Regions from separate parts of the Sus scrofa genome. Here regions 1 and 2 are each linked to region 3. A link is a contact called in public HiChIP or PLAC-seq and promoter capture Hi-C data. All regions are on one chromosome and are shown on one strand. The core of a region is the stretch at or near the end of the contact, and the rest is flanking DNA. Distances in the headings are between cores, read along the strand shown.

Region 1 (3,130 bases), core at 599-3,098, 1.0 Mb after region 3:
CAGAAATTAATTTTCTTACAGTTCTGGAGGACAGAAGTCTAAGATCAAGGTGTTGGTAGGCTGGTTTCTTCTGAGGCTTCTCTTCTTGGTTTGCAGACGGCTGTCTTCTCCATGGGGGTTTGCATGGTTTTTCCTCTGTGCTTGTCTGTGTCCTAAACTCCTCTTCTTCACTAATTACATTGGATTAGGGCCACCCTAATGATTTCATTTTTCTTCTTTTTTTTATGGCCACACCTGCAGCATATGGAAGTTCTCAGGCTAGGGGCAGAATTGGAGTGCCATATTCTTAACCCATTGAACAAGGCTAGGGATCCAACCTGCATCTTCAGGGAGACAACACTGGGTCCTTAACCCACTGAGTCATAGCGGGAACTCCAACCTCATTTTTCACTTAACAGTTTTTAGGGTCTTTGAAAGACTTTATCTCCAAACACAAATTCTGAGGTACAGGGGGTCAGAATTTCAAATGAATTTAAGGGGATGCAATTTAGCACAAAACAGATGGGAAGAGAGGCTCCTGGTCTCTTGCTAACCCCAGGGTTACTATGCCATCCTTAGTTGTTTTCCTAAACCCTGCCTACACCTTTGTAAACATTATAAATTTTCCTCAACTACCCAGTCTCAGTGTACCACCTGCATCTTGTCCAAATTTTGAATGATACATAGGGGCTCACCAAAATAGTACACATTAAAAAGGGGACTTCATTTTCAAAATGGTTGGGAACCACTATATATCTGGGAGAATCTGATTTCATAGCCAAGCATTAGAACTAATATCTTACCAATGTGTTACTGTTTCCAGTATTTTATTCTATTCAAGAGATCACTACAATTATTTCTTTTTAAAGAACAAGTTATATTTTCCTGTGCAATGGCTCCAGACATGTAGGTTGGCACTGCTAACGGGAGAATACACTGAGCATAATCAAGTACACTTCCCAACTCTCCTTTCTTGTCCACCTTCAGGCTTCAAAATGAGGAAGACATTTCCCTACCTAGTCCTCAAACGTCCTCCCACAACCACTGCCACTCCCAAAGGACTTAAGGCTCTGGCCCCTGGAAAATCCACCTCTCCTGGAGCAGGAATCCCCAGGCTAAGAAGTTGCTGTGTGGCACAACTGTCACCCATTCTGGGTTACTCCTTGCTCAGGTGGCGCTCAATTTCCTCCCTTTGTTCTGAACCTGTGCGTGAACATTTCATTTCTTCAAATGCTCTAAGCTAAACTCTCACCTTGCTCAAAATCGTCCTCACCTCTTTGACCTGAGGATAAATATTAAATGACTGACTCTCTAATGCAATCAAGACATTCCTGTAGGCCCACTTGCACACACACTACCAACTGTGTGTGTGTGGCGGGGCGGATGGAGAGGGGGAACAGAGGTAAATCAGTCCTCTTCCTATTCTTCACTTGCTAACAGCCGTGCCAGATGACCAAAGAGAGGTCACAACGTCTACTTCGCGTGGATATTAAAACTTGTAACGTTCTCCAGCTCTCTTCGCCAAGCTTACCTTCTCTTTAGGGTTCACGGTTTTAATGTAAGCACTTACGTTAGCACCGCACACTCGTATACCTCTCTCTTTCTCTGGAAACATGCCCTTTAATTCTTATAACCGTCTTCCCAGAGAGGTATTTTTCACCACGAGTAAGGCGCCGGCCACAAACCACTGGTCATCAGCCTAGACAACATTCACAACCTACTAGAACGTAGAAGGGCTGGGTTGCATGATACAATGTGGCTTCGCTCGCAGTTCAAAATAAACCCTAGAGGCCGGCGCATGCGCCACAGGCCCCAGCCGCTCCAGCCCAATGGCTCCTGTTGGGGGCGGTGCTTAAGGCGGACGGAAGACGCATGCGCCGCGGCCGGCCCCGTCCGGTTCTACCGTGCTGGCGGCGGCCGCTGCATCTACGTGTCGGTACGGGTGGCCGCGCGGCCCTGGGGTGAGTGTTCTGGCGGCCGGGTTGATCCTCGGTCGGGACACGTCTGGGGCCCGCTGGGGCTCCCCAGGCGGCCCCGACCCCTCCTTGACTCCTGGCTGGGGTGAAGGAGCCCATTCGCTCAGGCAGCCAGGAGCCGGCCCTCGGGCGGAGCGCGCGCCCTGCGTGCCAGCCCACCTGCGCCGGAAATGACGCTGCGGCGCGCTCATCTGGGGGGACCTGGGGTCCCAACCTTTGGGTGTGCGTGAGGCGGGCGAACTGGCGAGTGAGTGTCAACTTTTCGGCTTTGCGTTCTGCCCCCACGCGCAGAATCAGCTCGGCCTTTGATCTCGATTGAAACAGTAGCGTTGTTATTTGAAAAGAGAATCGGTATATATGTCACAGCTACTGCAGGCATGGGTATGATAAAGTGGGAGTATGTGAAGGAAATTGAGCAGTCTGCATTGAAATGCCGTAACAAAGATTTCCTATGTAGCATCCATCTTCACTGCTGTCACCCTGTTCCAGGCTCCTGTCACTTTTCATCCGTACGTGTCCCAACATGTCCGTGTTGCACTGTTTCCTCCAATCCTTTATCCATACCGCAGCCCAGGTGTCTTTTACAAATATAAATTGAGCCATGCCCGTCTTCTGCCTGTTTAAAACGCTTCAGAGTCACTCCATTACACTTGGAGACAAATTTAAGTTCGTTTTTCCAGGCCATGTGTGATCTGGCCCTTGTCTACCCTCCATCTTCACTTATGCCTCTTCCCCTCCCGGGTATGCACGTATACAACCAGACCTCCAAACCAGAATCCAGCGCATGCCACAGAGCCCCAGTGCTTAAAGGAGGACAATGAAGACGCTGTTTTCTCAGATGATTAAGCCTTGTAGAGTGTGACAAGATATTCTGTAGAATTTACACAATAAATGGAGTCATTATTATCTCCTTTAACTCTGATATTCATGTAAAATAAAATCAAAACTTCTGCTCCAGCCTTCTTCCATTTTTCCAAACACACCAGCTCCTACCAGCCTTAGAAATTACACATGCTGTTTCTTTGCAAAATGTTCACTTTTGGCCTGTTAACTCCTCTTTATCCTTCAGATACTGGGTCAAATATCACTTTATCAAGAGGCCTCTACACCTCATGCCTAACTCCACATTGTCATTTAGCCTCCTCTGTTATTTTGTCATACAGAATCCTGTACTT
Region 2 (2,811 bases), core at 7-2,506, 1.3 Mb before region 3:
TGTATTAGAAAGGCCACGATACAGTCTTACAAAGATGACCAAGAATAACTGAATGTCTTATCCTTGTACCATGCTACAAGCAGGCTCTATTTCCCCCTGTGTTTCAGCATTACTGGAACCACGCCTCCCAAAGAAATGCAGGAGGTATCAGAAAAGCCTCTCGAGGAGGCTAGGAGAGAGATCCCGGATAAGCTGGGACTTGCTTTCAAAACAAAACAAAACCCAAACAAACAAACATTAAAAAAAAAAAAAAAACCTGTTTTTTCCTCCCCTCCAGCTATGCAGCTGCACCCAAAAGAGAAGCACTAGATTACCATCATCTGCATTTCATTCCTGTTCTTTTGCAATACTAGCTACCCGCCTATAATAAACAGACCTTGTGCTCTGGGGATAATTTACTTCCCGTCCTGTAAAGATGAAGTTCCTTATTTTCACCAACAACGAATCGGTACTCACCCTCCCTGGGGAGTCTAGACACTCCTCTTCTCGCCACCTCCCGCTGCCGGCCTGACGCCCCACACCCAAGAAATGTCCCCACTTTTCCAGCCCCTGGTGCACGCACTGGTCGCGAGGCTCTTGGTGGAAAGCGGAAGAGACCGGGGGTGCGGCTTGAGGGCGCGGAGGGGCGCCTCCCCAGCGGGTGAGCACCAGGCTGCCTCGGTCGGCCGGGGTCTCTCGAAGGCGGAAGGGGAGCAACGAACGCCGCGCCACCCCCACTTACCCACTTTGTCCTTCCCGTACATGTGCCCAGCCACCTGATGCGAGAGGGGCACGCAGCCGTTGAGGAAGCGGAGCCTGCCGCCAGCCGGCTTCGGGGTACCCTCGGGGGCGGCCTCGCTCGCCGCTGGGGTCCGCATTTCTGGGGGGCCGGGAGCCTCGAGCCGGAGAGGGGATGGTGGCTCCGTTGCCATAACGGAGAGCTGAAGCGGTTAGCGGCAGTGAGAGCAGGGGGGTAAATAGGGCGGAGGGAGGGGGCGCCGAGAACCGAGGGTCGCTCAGTCTCGGCCGCGAGGAGGCCCGGGGGTTTCTGCGGCTGGTGGCCGCTGTGGCCCGATGAGGGGGCCCATGACGCCGCAGAGGCGCGGGCGCTCCCCTGCCCAACTCTGGGCAGAGCGCGGCTCCCTGCTCCCTCAGCTCCGCCGCCGGCCCCGGCGCAGCCCCGGAGACGGATCCGAGCGGATGAGCTGCGGCTGCGGCGCCCCGCGCTCCCAGGGGCCTTGACGGCGACGGCGGCCCCACCTCCCGCGCCCCCGCCCCCTCCCGCCGTCCTCCAGTCCCCTTAGCTGCCGCGCGCGCGTCAGCGCCGCCTGCACCGCCGCCTCCGCCGCAAGCTTCCGACTGCGCGACCAGCGGCCGCTGCCGCCACTGAGCATGCCCAGAGGCCGCCCGACGGGACCCCCGCGGCGGGGCGTGCGCCCCGGCCGCCAGGGCGAGCGGAAGGCGACCTGGATGCTGGGAAGACGCTGGCGGCCTTTCTTGTCCCCACCCTGACTGGCCGTGTGACGCCTGCAGGGCTGTTGTGTCCTCATTCATTCAGTGCGCGTTTGCACGCTTACCGGGGTCCGGCTCAAAGATGCCAGAGGCTCCCAATTGTGAGGACCAGTCAGTCCCGCGTTAGGAGAGTTAGGAGGGTGGCTGTGCCCAGGATGACTTGTGAGGCCACCCTTTAACTGCGATTACCTCCCTACAATCCCCAGCCGCACAGATACAACAGGAGTAAAAACTGGCAGTTTCTTAGCAGACGCGCCTGCAAAACACCCTTCAAGTAATACTATACCCCCTCCGAAAATTGGTGCCCCTAAGCAACTAAGAAAAGAAAGAAAAAGAAACCGACACCTATATCAGACTGCAAAAGATAAGGAATAATCTTTTTTAAGTGATCATTTTTTTTCTCTTAATGAAAAGAGCCAGGTTTTTTTCCCCTCCCTCAACACGAAGTTGTGTTAAGGCAAGGTCCCTTACGTTAAGGCAAGATCCAAGGTCCTCAATAGATGGAGAATTGGGTAGGCAGAAAAAAGGGATGCACAGTGGGAGCGAGGGGAGAGCCTAGAATGAGACATCACAGTGGGTTCCTGTGTCTGTCACTGGCATTTCATATAACTGGACTTCGCCCTGCAGGTACCAGACTAAACAAGAAAATGTGGGGTAAAACCTTAGATATCTGATTTTGGCAAGTGTTACATCAGCACTTGTTCTCGGTCCAGAGAAATCCGCGCACCTGGGAGAAACATAAAACCTGGCCTGGACTCCCTATTCCAAAGGCCCTTTTCCTGGGCTCCAGAACCAAGCGCCTAAGGATTGCGCAAACTCAGTTGCTACCTCTCTAGGTCGCTACTTCTCTAGGTCTCTCCCTCCTCCCCCCTCCTGCGGCTGTCAAAATCCGGACTCAAGATCTCCCAAAGGCCCGGGACACAGCTCTGCGCATGCTCAGCACTAGCCTGACGGATAATACACACGTGCTTACCGATCGTCGCGGCGCCTGCGCGGTAGCAGCCTGGAGTCGGTGCCCTTAGGACCGTCGCTGGTCGCCCCTTGACTCCCGCTGTCCGCGCGAGCCGGTTTGTGCTCAGCGTCCAGTGCACATCCTTGCAAGCGACGGCGCCATGAGTACGACTTCCAGCGTACGAGGTGAAGTGGGGCCTGGGAGTGGGTAAGGCTGGCGGCCTGCGCACCGATTGCAGATCCCTCAGCGCCTCTTTGGGCTGTTACTGCCGCTCGCTCTGCGCGCCCGCCGGTCCTGTAACCTTGAGATGCAGAAGGGCAAGCGTTCCGCTGGCCTTCGGGCTCCCCGGACCGCACGGGGAAAAGAGC
Region 3 (3,069 bases), core at 133-2,632:
TGGACCTCACGTAGTCATCCAGGCTGGGGGAGGCAGGGGGTTCCTCTCCGGGCCCCACAGGCAGCATCTCCTCTGAGGTCTCCCGAATTGTGGGCAGATGGGGCACAGAAAGCAAGAGCCGGGACCTCATGGCTCCTTGCCACGGGGAAACTGCAAACTGTTGGTTGACAGAGGAAAGGGGATGAGACACTGCCAATACCCTGACACCCCTCCTGGGTCCCCTCCCCCATCTGAGGCTCCCTGTGTGAATTGTATGCCTGAGAGCAGTTTCAAGTCTACAGATACAAGAAGAGGCTTGAACTCCTGGACTTTTCCTTCCCCCTGATATTACTTCAGGCTCTATCCTTACTGTTGGGTAAGAACCTGTACAAATAAGAGAACCAAGCCTAAGAGACTGGAGTCAGAGAAAACTTGGGTTTCAAACCAAGCTCTGTACTTTCTGACCTGGGGTCCTTCGGCCAAGTCAGCTCTCCAAGCCTCCACTCATCTGAAAAACAGGGTTATAAATACCCACTCTCCAGGGCGCTGGGAGGAACATACGGAAGGACACCTCATGTGAAATCCGTTTATGAATATAACACTCCTTTATGAATATAATTGTCATGGCCACTAGCTGCGTCCTGTTCTCTAACCTGCAGTGAGGCTGTGCACGTCCCAGGCTGAGAACAGCCCTTGAAGCCCCACAAAGCCTCTCTGTTTTACCTCAAACCGGAGGGCAGTAGCTCTCTCTTACCTGTAGCTGAGGGGGCCTGGGGGTAGCAGGGATGCTGGATGGGCAAAGGAGTCCGAGGAAAGGTCCCAGGAAGCTTGGGGCAAAGAGATCGGGGTCCAGCGGTTGGACCCTGTGTCCCTCGTCAGATCGCTGGCCGGAGGAAAACGAGGATGATGTACCACGGCCTCTGTCCCATGTACTGCTGTCCAGAGCGGAGTCCCTCCCAAGCTGTCTGGCGAACTTTGAGGCTGGCAGTTGCTTTTATACCTTTCCACCAGCAATCAATTACTGTCACGAGGGCCAAAAATAGCAGGGCTCAGGAAGGCTCTCAGAGGAAAACAGCTTGGCAGGCGGGGCCTGGCCCAGCTGCCAGCTTGGAGCAAGTGTTTATGCCTGTGGGAGGTTCTGGGAATGTTTACTCTGCAGGGCCGGGGTGGGGCGGCCACAAGTCCTGGCCACTTCAGGCCACTGGGAGAGGCAGGGACTCCACTGGGCTCCCACAAGCAGCCCTAGGACCTGCCACCGCTGCCTAGAAATGTTTCCATTATATCTTCCACCAGCATCCTGCAACCCCAGGACACTGGCCCTGTGCTAGCTTAGATAGAGACCTGGGCCTGCACCTGCTAGAGGGCTTGCCAGACAGGGCAGTGCAAGGAGGTAGCCAAGGCCAGGCTTCCTGGGCCTTCTAGGAGTCAAGATGTGCCCACCTTCGTCTGGAACTAAGGACAGCCTGTGGAGTCCTGGTCTTGCCACTTCCCAGGGGTGGTGCTTTCAAATGAGAACTGGCAGCTTATTTGTTCCCCAGGTATCTAACTAGTATTCCTGTGTACCAGCGACTGTTCTATACGTAGCAGTGAACAAGTCATTGTGTCCCAGAGCTTAATTTTTAGTGCAGGAGAGCAGTAAGTACTTGGTGAATAGGTGCTGTAATGTTGGGCGTTGATTATGGCTGCAAAGAAAAGTCCAGCTGCACTGTGGTAGAGAGGTCAGGAGTGTGTTCGCTGAAAGGGGACATTGAGCAGAGAGCTGAGCAAATGAAGGCCGTGCCTTCCCAGCCAAGGGGGCAGCATGTGCAGAGCCACTGTGGAGAGTCTGCTGGGCATGCTCAGGGGACAGCCAGGGGCCACATGGTTGGCCCATGGTGGGGTGGGGTAGGCCAGTGGGTCTTGGCATGGACATTGGTTTTCTCTCTGAAGGTAATAGTAGGACTGCAGTGTTCCATTGAGGGTGCAAGAGTCTGGCTTCTGCTTCAAAGGATTGACTTAGCCGCTGCTCATGGGCTTTCAAGGGACAGCTAACAGGGAGACTGGGGAGCACCCAGGCCACTGCCAATGACTAGGGATGAGTGTGTCAGCACAGGAGGCTGCTGAGGATGAGGTGGGAAACCCTGGGGAAGCTCTTGTAAAGAGCCAGTACCAGTACTTCTCAGACAGGCCTCAGGCCATACTCCCATCATGGGCCCTCCTGGAAGACACCTGTCTTGTATCCACAGGCAGAGGACAGAAAGCAGTCATTGATACAACAGCCCAAGCCTGAGGTCTGATTGATGGATCCCAGGTGCTGAGCAAACAGGAGGACCTGACAGTCCCAAGTTCATGTATTCTGGATAGGGTATTCCTGATGGACTGAGGCATGGGGCCAGCCAGCTGGGAGATCAGGATTTCTGTTAAACGTGGCAGTTCCCACCTTGATGGCTCTTCTATCTGGAGGCTTCTGTAGAGCCTCTCTGGCTCTCTTAGGTTTTGTTAGCAATTAGCAAATTAGCCAGTAGGCTGAATTGAGGAGGGAAGTGTTGACGAGTGTATTAGAGCCCACAGTGATTTCCCAGCTTATAGAAATCCCAGGTCTTGGGACCTGTGTTCTAGTCCTGCCTCTGCTGCCACATCCTTCCCCACCTGCCTGGGAAGGCTTCCCAGGGGCCTAGAGGTCCCTCTCCTCTATGCTGGGCTTCCTCTGATTTGATCCAAGAAGCTTCAGGCTGAGAGGACCTCCCCTCCATTCCAATGGGGTCAGACTGAAGGCTAACGGAGAGGTGGCGGGGGGGGCTCGGACTGGGGGCACCTATGCTGCCTATGCAGGGGCACCAGCCTTGAGCCACTTCAGTCAAGCCAAACCCCAGCACAGCTGAGCCCTGACCTCAGAGGCAGGAGCACAGCCTCAGCCCTTTGCTTCCTAGAGCAAGGCCCCTGTCTCCCTCTTCATGGCAAAGTCCCTAGAGCCTTCATTCTGCATCTTTGAAGGCCTGGCCTCAACATGTCCAGCCTTGCTGCTTCCACCCCAGCAGTGCCCCCTTCTCCTCCTCATGGACCCTGGTCTGCAGCTGTGTCTGCTTCATCTTCCTCCACAGAGAGTCCATT

The links. Promoter capture Hi-C pulls out the DNA fragments that hold promoters and counts their contacts. HiChIP or PLAC-seq counts read pairs in DNA pulled down with a chosen protein or histone mark.
Region 1: a contact with region 3 is called in a promoter capture Hi-C map of fetal liver, with 4 times the contacts expected there. The contact joins the promoter of ERCC6 here to the promoter of C14H10orf10 in region 3. A contact is called at or near these places in 1 of 5 promoter capture datasets (fetal liver) and 1 of 2 datasets of contacts at active chromatin or transcription factors (alveolar macrophages).
Region 2: an H3K27ac HiChIP or PLAC-seq map of alveolar macrophages shows a contact between it and region 3. The contact joins the promoter of IPMK here to the promoter of C14H10orf10 in region 3. A contact is called at or near these places in 1 of 5 promoter capture datasets (liver) and 1 of 2 datasets of contacts at active chromatin or transcription factors (alveolar macrophages).

Annotation. Positions count from the first base shown.
Region 1 is chr14:90,074,629-90,077,758 of Sscrofa11.1, reverse strand. It overlaps ERCC6 (DNA excision repair protein ERCC-6), which reads left to right and starts at 1,848. Exons shown (of 23, transcript XM_021073703.1): 1 at 1,848-1,940.
Region 2 is chr14:92,381,916-92,384,726 of Sscrofa11.1, reverse strand. IPMK (inositol polyphosphate multikinase) reads right to left here and starts at 1,256. Exons shown (of 6, transcript XM_021073222.1): 1 at 722-1,256. The coding sequence starts at 911. It overlaps CISD1 (CDGSH iron-sulfur domain-containing protein 1), which reads left to right and starts at 2,425. Exons shown (of 3, transcript XM_021073223.1): 1 at 2,425-2,628. The coding sequence starts at 2,604.
Region 3 is chr14:91,116,645-91,119,713 of Sscrofa11.1, reverse strand. It overlaps C14H10orf10 (protein DEPP), which reads right to left and starts at 1,382. Exons shown (of 2, transcript XM_003359280.4): 1 at 734-1,382; 2 at 1-157. The coding sequence starts at 130. All of the region lies in intron 3 of RASSF4 (Ras association (RalGDS/AF-6) domain family member 4), which reads left to right.